Regions from separate parts of the Mus musculus genome. Here region 2 is linked to region 1. A link is a contact called in public ChIA-PET data. All regions are on one chromosome and are shown on one strand. Each heading gives the region's core, a stretch centred on a gene start, on an enhancer-like site or on the middle of the called end of the contact. The rest is flanking DNA. Distances are from core to core; before and after follow the strand shown.

Region 1 (4,628 bases), core at 792-3,291:
AAGCCCAGCCCAACCTTGACCTTCTTATCCTCCGACCGCTTCAGGCCAAGTACAAGGTGTATATTGGTCACCAGGCCTGGCTTACGTAGAGGTGGAGTTCAAATACTAGACAAGCACTCTACCAATTGAACTACAATCCTCAGCCCTTGAATAAACTTCTACTGAAAAAAAAATCCTCCTGTATATACCATCTCATATTACTTATTGAGTGAAATTGTTGGTTTCTGGGTGGAAGCCAGAAAAAAGAAAACTCATTTCCAGAGATAAGCTTAAAACTGAAAGCTTTATTTTCTAAGCATGCAGGGAGCCGGCCAGTTTGGGATCTGTACTTTTTTTTTTTTTTTTTTTTTTTTTTTTTTTTTTTTTGGTTTTTCGAGACAGGGTTTCTCAGTGTAGCCCTGGCTGTCCTGGAACTCACTCTGTAGACCAGGCTGGCCTCAAACTCAGAAATCCTCCTGCCCCTGCCTCCCAAGTGCTGGGATTAAAGGCGTGCACCACCACCGCCTGGCTGGGATCTGTACATTTTTAAGGGATGGGAACCCAAAGCAGGGGGTAGTGGGGAGCCTCAGTATTATCTAATTGTATTTTGATATTATGGGTACCTATTGGAGACTGGGCTGTATCCTGGGCACCTGGCTTCAAGGTCATTAATTCAGCTCTTGGAGTCAAGTCTTCTGGACTCTGGCCCGGAATTTTAGAATGATAAGGGAACAGAGGAGTGGGCGAGCTGCATGTAGTCAATTAGTGCATAACAGGCAATGGTTATAGGTTTTTATAACTTATGCATGTTGGCTCAGATAACAGTAGTTTCTATATTCTTTACTGGTTAACAGACAAGAAAACATTTGGACAAGTGGGGTAGGCATTCGGAGCAGGACCTTGTTTGGCCCGGCCTTCAAGGAGGGGAAGTTGTCCCTGAAATATCTGGACTCAGACAATTGTTTTCAACCGAGGTTGCTGAGCTGTTGGTAAAGTCCCCAGCTCCCCCAGGGCCTGAGACCTTGAATTTAGAAAACGAAAACGGTAGTACTTAGCATAAGTTTCTTTTGCTTGTTCCCAACAAAATGAGGACATGACTGCTCCAAGGTATGGCTGAGGAGAAAATTTTTATTATAGATATGAGAACGAGTACAGCCAGAGGCATCGGGAAGAGTCTAGGACAGGGAAAGTAGTGAGCTGAACCTGGCCAGCAGACTGACCCCCGCGGAGGGAGGGGGCAGGGGGAAAGGGGGGCAGGGGAAAAGAGGAAGGGGGAAAGGGGAAGGGGAGACAAGGCTGGAGAAGTTTCCGGTAGGGTGTGGGGTAAGAAGAGTGGCTTTTTTGTTCGTCTGAAACTCTATGTAGCACAGGATAGTTTTGAACTCCTGATCCTCCAGCCTCATCCTCTTTAGTTCTGGGATTACAGATGCTAACTGATTATTGAATGGCCCAACATAGCCTGTTTGCCTCTGAGTTTGCCAACATTCCATCTCTCAATAATCACAAAGTACTGCCCAGCCACGACTTAACAGTCTGTAGGATCTTTATTTAATTCGGATGTAGCTTCTTCCGAGGATAAGTGCAGTTCGTAGGGAACATGCTGTCTTTCTGCACCTTTATGTTGCCTCTGACCACCAGCGCCCCAAGCGAGCCCGGAGTTGTATGCCACGAACCCTCTACGTCCTCTGCCACCCCAGCAGTCTTAGGCTCCGCCTTCTCCCCCTCCGTGGGCGGGGCCACCCAATGACGTAAACTGGGCGTCCTGCGAAGGGCGGGCCCTGTTTCCGGCTTGAGGATCCGTCGCGTTTCTGAGGCGACGCCTCAGTCAGCAGTTAGGATCCGCTCGGAGCGGTCGGTCTCGGCCCCGGCGTCACCATGGGGGCCGTCCTCGGCGTCTTCTCCCTCGCCAGCTGGGTGAGTCCCGAGGCCTCGGCCGTCCGGGGCCTGAGGCGCGCAGGGGGTGGGTGTCGGGCCGCCCGAGGCGGACCCTCCACTCTCTGAGGCTAACAGAGAGGAGCGGGCAGGCCCAGGGTCCAGGCCCGGTAGCCGTCGTCCCGGAGTCGGGGTGCGGCGGCTCGGCTGGCTCTCGCTGTGGGCGGAGGGTCGCGGGAGGCCGGACCGCCATTGTTTACAATTTCGACGCCCCGCCCCCGCCAGCCTTCCGGACCCAGGGTTCCCGCGGCCAGGCGACGCCGAGGTTCCACGGCGCGGGTTCCTGAGTGGCTAGAGGATGGCGTCAGGGAATTTAGGGCCACTGTAGTCATTTTTCTTCATAGTTCGGCATATGCCAGCGCTACTGAGTGGGGTTGGGAGCGGGGCTTTTAAGTCAGCCCTGCTGCAGGTCGCGAGCAAAAGGCGTTTAATTAGAAGCCCCGCGGCCTAAATATTTTCGAATTAAACACCCTAGCATTCCTCTCCTCCAGAACTGTTGTGAGGATAAAGTAAAGAAATTAGTCCGATTCCCCTTGTCAATGGTAAAACGTTTTTAGAAGTTAATTTTAGGATCTCTTTAACCTAAGGAATAATCTAACAAATCTGCCTCAGAGGAACTTGGTAGCTTGAACCACAGTGCCTAATTGTTTTCTCCTTCCCGAGCTGATGTAATGAACCAAGGACTCAGGCTCTGCTCATGTCAATGGCATGTCTCAGGGCAGAAGTAATGTCGAAGATATCTTGTATATTTTTCTCCTCCTGGTTTAAAACCATAATTTGAAAATATCCTATCCAGGTGTTCATATCTAGAAACTCCTTGCATATATTGTTAATTCAGTTTTTACCCAGTAGGGGGTTAGGATACCAGAGTGGAATGAGAGAAGAGTACGAAATTAAAGGCTGTGGAGGGCCATGGCAGATCATTTGTTATTTGTTTTGAGACCCTGTCTCAAAACAGGGAGGTGCAAATTACAGTTTATGGGTAGGTTTTTAGAGGCTGTGGGTTTAGTCTCCAATTGCCACTATCCACCCCCATCTCCCATCCCACGCCAAAAAAGGGGGACAGAATATCAGGGAGCCAAATCATGCAGATACCCACTGTATGCCTTTATTTTTTAGGCAATCTCTTTGGTCATTCTGGGTGTTTAAGATTGCACCCAGGACCTTGTTTGTCCAAAGCTTATCTCTGAGAGCTCCTCCAGCTACACCTCCAGTCCAGTCTGGATTAAAGATTTCAAAGGACTTTTGTACGTGTTTAATTTTTGCCTTATTGAGATAGGTCACCAGATCTCCCTGAGTATCCCATGCTGGCCTTTCATTCACAGTTCTCCTTATTGGGATTGTAGGAAGGTGTTACTCCTGGCAAAGAAGTTTGGCCTTTACTTTTTTTGAAATATGGTTTTACGTTGTAGCCCAGGTTGGCCTTGAACTTTTAGCAATCCTCCTACCTCAGCCTAGTGCCGAAACTACAGATGTGAGTCCCCACTACTGGCATGTCTTAGTAAAATGCTTCACATTATTATTACTTGGGGCGGCGGGGTGGGGGTGGGGGCAGGATTTCACTCTGTTAGCTCAGCCTGTCTAGAACTGCAGATCCTTCTGCCTCAGCCTCCTGAGTGCTGCGGTTACAGAAGTATGCCACTTTCCTGGCTTTTTTTTTTTTTTTTTTTTTCCTGAAAAGAGTGTATCTGTGGAAGACTGAGTTTTGGTGATGAGTAACTCAGGTGATTAGGTCTTGCTGAAAGACCCCCCGAGACGGGTAGTCGATCAATCTGAGGAGACCCTCCCAAGGAACAGCGAGACCACGATTCGGATGCAAACAACAAGAGGCTTTATTGGTAACACGGGTACCCGGGCGACTCAGTCTATCGGAGGACTGGCGCGCCGAGTGTGGAGTTTTTACTCCTTTTATAGGGCTGGGGAGCAAAAAGCGCGGGTACAGAAGCGAGAAGCGAGCTGATTGGTTAGTTCAAATAAGGCTAGGGGAAAGTCCCGGCCATTTGGGGAACCTTGAAACTGATGTGGGGCAGTCTCGAAACTGTTGCTGGTTCCGCTCTATCTGGGTACCATCTGTTCTTGGCTGGTGGGGCAGTCTCGAAACTGTTGCTGGTTCCGCTCTATCTGGGTACCATCTGTTCTTGGCCCTGAGCCGGGGCCCAGGTGCTTGACCATAGATATCCTGTTTGGCCCCTGTCCCGTTGTTATTTAGCCTTAAACTTTAACTGAACTTCCTTGTAACTTTTGAGGTCTCAGCTCTAGTACTTTTCCATGCCTTGCAAAATGGCGTTACTGTAGCTAACTTGCTAAGCCTTATGGTGGGGTCTTTCATTGCTGCTTGTATGTCTGATTTAGGAGGGAAAGAAGAAGAGGCAAAGGAGGATTTTAGCATGAGGATAAGGACTTTTGTCTTTTGAAAAAGTCAGTGGGGTAGATATGTGTTGTTGTGTTGCATTGGCATGAGAAATACTTACCCTACCTTTAAAACTTCCCTTTAAATGGGGCTCTGTGGCCGTATTTTCTAGGAGTTGCTTCTTTAAGTCAGATGAGGGAGACTTTGAGGCTAGATTTCTGGCCTGAGTTCTTCATTTATGAAATAGAGAGAAGATAAAGCATATAGTAACAGGTAGATTACATAATAGTTACTGATTTCTATGTAGAGGTATAAAGTACAGCCTCCTCTAAAAGGTATTTGTGGCACAGAGAAATAAATAGGTATA
Region 2 (4,628 bases), core at 1,426-3,925, 160 kb before region 1:
GGGGTTTCCACGACAGAAGAGAGAAGACCCGAGGAGAGTCGGAGGAGACTGTAGGTGTGGAACCCACTATGGACGTACAGCCCACTCTAAGCTAGAGCACCTCACTAAGAATGCAGGTCTCCAGCTTAGGAAAGTGAAACTCAGATTGACCGTGGGGCTTCCTGGAACACTGGGGTCAGAGTGTCCAGTTGGTCAGGCTGGACCAACATCAAAAGGACACTTGCAAACAGAAACCAGCTGTAGATCAGTCATGAGAGATAAGAAGACTCAACGCCCTGGAGATGTAAAAGGCTGCTCACCCTGGGTACTTCCTGAGATCTGTCTGAGAGAAGCATCAGGCTTGTAAATGGTGGTCATGTAGACACTGCTCCCTTCTGCTCTGGGAGCACTGGCAGCATGTGGAGAGTTGGAGAGGAGTGGGGGGTGGCGGAGGGAGGGAGATATCCATCACAATGGTGCATGGACCCTCCTCTGTACAGTTTCCTCTCCTCTCTACAGTTTCCAGAAGGAAGGAAGGTAGCCTTTGCTCTCATAGGCTGATCCATGGAGCCATAAAGGAGTCCCCCCACCCGCCCTAGGCTTGTGGCCTGACAATAGGCAGCAGTTTTAAAGCTATAGTAGGGTGCTAACCTAGCCAGAGTTGCTCAGATCTCTCTGAAACACCCATCCTGTCACCACAAACACCAGAATAAGTAGTGTCCAGGAAAGGCAGCATGGGACATTTTTGATACTACCGGTCACCAACGCACTGTGAAAGATGACACAGGGAAGGTTGGTGATGTGGAAGGGAAAAGAATTAACCAGGACACGAGACACGAGGGAGATTCTTACTGGAGGACACTGCAGAAGAGGGTAGGCCAGGTCGGGGAAAGCATCACACTGTGGAGATTCCTAGAGCAACAAGTTACTGTTCTTACTGGGAGAAGCCCCGTACCTGAGGGTCCAGGTGAGCACCTCACACCCTTGTTTAATAGTGGATTTCACAGCAGGGGTTGTTTTCTTGAGACCTGCTATTTGAGTAAGGAGCCATGGGTCATTAGAAATCAAGTCTGGGAAGTCAATAAAGAACTTGCTCAGTCACTAGAGTGCTCTCTGCCTGCTTTGGAGGGACTTAGCTTACACCCCTGTATCTTAGATTTAAAAGGCTGGCTAAGGTGGTATAGCCCTACAATCTCAGGACTAGGGGAGGAGACCAGAGGATCCTTGGGACCTACTAGCCAGCCGGCCTATAACCAAATGTGCAAACCTCAGGTCTCAGTAAGACCTGTCTCAGAAACCAAGGTGGATAGCTCCCAAGGATTGACACTTGGAGTTCACATGCACGTGCGCACACACACCACACCCATACACACACACACACACACACACACACACACACACACACACACACACGAACACATGACCGACTGTACATATGTGCATCTGCTCACACAGGAACACATACATGCATGCACACCTAAGCTAAAAATAAAAGCTCTTAAGATTTGTTTTATTTTTATTTATCTGTGTGTATGACTGTGTGAGCAGATGCACACATGTCAGTAGGCACCCACAGAGGCCAGAGGAGGACATTAGCTCATCTAGAGACAAGAGTTATGGGGGTGGGGAGTGCGCTGGAGAGATGGCTCAGTGGTTAAGAGCACTGACTGCTCTTCTGAAGGTCCTGAGTTCAAATCCCAGCAACCACATGGTGGCTCACAGCCATTTGTACAGCTACAGTGTACTCATATATAAAATAAATAAATCTTTAAAAAAAAAAAGTTACAGGGGGTTGTGAGCCATCTGACATGGGTCCTGAGAACCAAACTTGAGTCTTCTGCAAAAACAGCAAGCAAGTGCTCCTACCTGCTGAGCCATCTCTCCAGTCCAAATTAATTTTCTTTGAAAGCATTTAAAGGTGGCTCTAGGTGCCCACCACCAAGCTTCACTGTCTTCAGCTCCTGTGACCCAATTCTTAAAAGAGAAAACCAACCATGGCATGAGCCCCGATAAATAAAATAAAATAAATTAATTTAAATGTAATTTAAAAATTAAAAAGAACTCAGCAGCTCTTATGTTAAGTTATTACAGGTCAAGCTCCAAATGGCTGTGGCTTTATTATTAAGCATAGAGTTCTGAGTGTAGTTTTGGCCTTTTGTCTTTATGGTAAGCACCCCAGTGTACCCCAAGCATTGATGTTTGGATGTCACCAAGCAGTGGGTGGCACTCAGATCCTGTCCCCCTGCCCTCCTGCCCTGCACCTCCAAGCTTTGATCTGCCCTGGCTTTGTACACTCCCAGGCACAGCGTTCTTTCTCAAATCCCGTGCACCAGACAAAAGCCAGCCCTGACATGGTAGGTCCTCATCCCAACTGCCCACTCTGGCCAACACATCACAAAGCTGTTCTAAGCCTTGATTGTCCTTCCTGGACAGTGGGCACAGAGCGCAGATGCCACAGCTCTGAGGAGGTACAGGGCATGTGTTCTGTGAACACATTTCACAGGCCCCTGCCCAGGGTCTGATCAAAGCTCTTGCCTGTTCTTATTTTATGACTTTGGAAATGTCTTTGAGCTAAGGATCTAGGGCTTTTGAACAGCGGCATACCGGTTCCAGGCTCACAGAAGAGCTGGCGTGTGAGTTTCTGTGTGACAGCTCAGCTCTGTGCCACGGATGTGGGAAGGGCTCAATCACGTTACTGTGGTTTTGAGCAGTCTCCATGTTAACCAAGATGTGGGAATGTTAACATATGGCTGTGATCAGTCCTCAGACCCATGTCCCTGAAACACAAAGGAACACCAGACCTGCTTCTAGGGACAGGAGGCTGCTCTTTCTTCTTGCTCCATGGTGACTTTCTAGATTCCACCTCTGAAGCCTTTTTCCTTACTTCCAAGTAAAAGCCAGTGAGACATGAGTGTGTCTCAGGTTTCCCCATCCAGCCCATTCCCTCTGGCTTTGCAGCTCTGGGCAGACGTATCACCCTCTCTGAACCTCCTTAATAGCTAGCAGCAGAGCTGGAGGCTCTGTTCCTAAGAACTGGGATGCTTCTGACATTCACAGACTCTTCTTCATAGCATCAGTGGCCCAGAAGAGAGGGTGTGGCTCACCCAAGGACTCAGGGTCAGGGCCCCTGCTCCGTGTGGAATTTGGATTTTGTTGCCCAGAACAGCCTCTCCTGGTGCCTGGAATCCCACCAGGAATGATTCACGCCTCTGGGAAGCCACTGGCCTCTCACCCACTAAGCAATAACAATAACAGTCCCCCACTGTGGTGGTGGCTTCTTTGCTGAGAACTTTCACACTGCGGTCTCAGTTGGCCTTGGCACACTGCCCAGGGTAGGCAGGAAGATGAGAACAGCTGGTGTCAGGTCAGGAACTTACCTACCTACTCAAAGCTGCATAGCAAGCTAGAACCCAAGCCTGGTGGCCTGGACTCCACTTGCTTCTTGGGCATTGCCCTACACACACACACACACACACACACACACACACACACACACACACACACACATAGACACACACACAGAGACAGACAGACAGACAAACACACACACACACACACAGAGACAGGCACACAGACAGACACACACACACACACACATACACACACACACACACACAGACAGACACACAGACAGACAGACACACAGAGACACACACAGAGACAGACAGACAGACAGACAGACAGACACACACACACACACACACTGATTTCAAATGTTTTTTTTAAAACTATATACAACAGCTAAGCCACAGAAACTACCCAAATGCCCAGTGGCCATTGAATGGATAATCGAAATGTAGTATGTCTGTACAACGGAACATTACTCTGTCTTGAAAAGTAGGGAAATTCTGACTAGTGCTACAACATTCTGCTAAGTGAAATAAATTAGTCACATACAAAAGACCCCCAAACACTGGATGAGTGCAGTTAAAAGAAGTATTTAAAGGAGCCCAGTTCACAAAGATCAAAAACACAGTTGCCAGGCCCTCGTTGAGGACAGAGGGATGGTTGTTATTTGATGGATACAAAGTTTCAGTTTTGTAGGGGGAGGAGTCCTGTGGGTGGATGATGGGGGGGGGGCTGCACACAAGGTACTCAATGCCACTGAACTGTGCTTTTAAAAATGTTAAGATGAGTTGGGATATAGTTCAGGGCATAGCACACTCTCCCCGTGGGTGAGGCCCTGAGTTCAACTCCTGAAAACTCAGAAAGTCAAGCCAGTAAATGTCATGCTATGTGTACAGTCACACACACACACACACACACACACACACACGTATGTTGGGTATACACACCCACATGTGTGGAAGCCAGAGGTTGACATCTGTGTCCTTCTCTATTATTCTCCATTTGTCATTTTCTCCACGTCTCTCACTGGATCTGGAGCTTCTTGCTTCAATGAGACTGGCTGGCCCGCTGGCCTCCAGCATCTATCTGTCCCTGATCCCCAGGTGCTAGTGTTTCAGATAGGTGCCGCCATGCCTGGCTTTTTTCAGGGGTCCTGGGGATCTGAACTTAGGTCTCCATGCTTGTGCAGCTGTTGCTCCACCCACTGAGCCATCTCCCCAGCCCCAAGATTTAAAAAGTTGAAAATGATGTTGCTAAGAGGAAGGTGGTGCTCTGCTTAACATTCCGGAGAATACACACCG

The links. ChIA-PET counts read pairs in DNA pulled down with a chosen protein or histone mark.
Region 2: an RNA polymerase II ChIA-PET map of memory CD8 T cells shows a contact between it and region 1, with 107 read pairs. The contact joins the enhancer-like site here to the promoter of 0610039K10Rik in region 1. A contact is called at or near these places in 2 of 39 promoter capture datasets (pre-B cells and stem cell-derived epiblast-like cells), 1 of 15 datasets of contacts at CTCF or cohesin (the NIH/3T3 cell line), 7 of 115 datasets of contacts at active chromatin or transcription factors (the 230-238 cell line, the SCID.adh cell line, embryonic stem cells and 4 more) and 2 of 9 other capture datasets (adipose tissue and liver).

Annotation. Positions count from the first base shown.
Region 1 is chr2:163,642,263-163,646,890 of GRCm38.p6, reverse strand. 0610039K10Rik (RIKEN cDNA 0610039K10 gene) reads right to left here and starts at 2,041. Exons shown (of 1, transcript NR_028113.1): 1 at 1,091-2,041. It overlaps Serinc3 (serine incorporator 3), which reads left to right and starts at 1,748. Exons shown (of 10, transcript NM_012032.4): 1 at 1,748-1,893. The coding sequence starts at 1,855.
Region 2 is chr2:163,799,633-163,804,260 of GRCm38.p6, reverse strand. No RefSeq gene overlaps it. Among named protein-coding and RNA genes, the nearest start is that of Ccn5, 19 kb to the left of the region's middle. Within about 2 kb of position 2,675, at least 85 of the 459 cell types and tissues checked have an H3K27ac peak or open chromatin away from gene starts, as enhancers often do. A contact at or near this core is called in the NIH/3T3 cell line, the SCID.adh cell line, adipose tissue and 2 more, where this site is marked.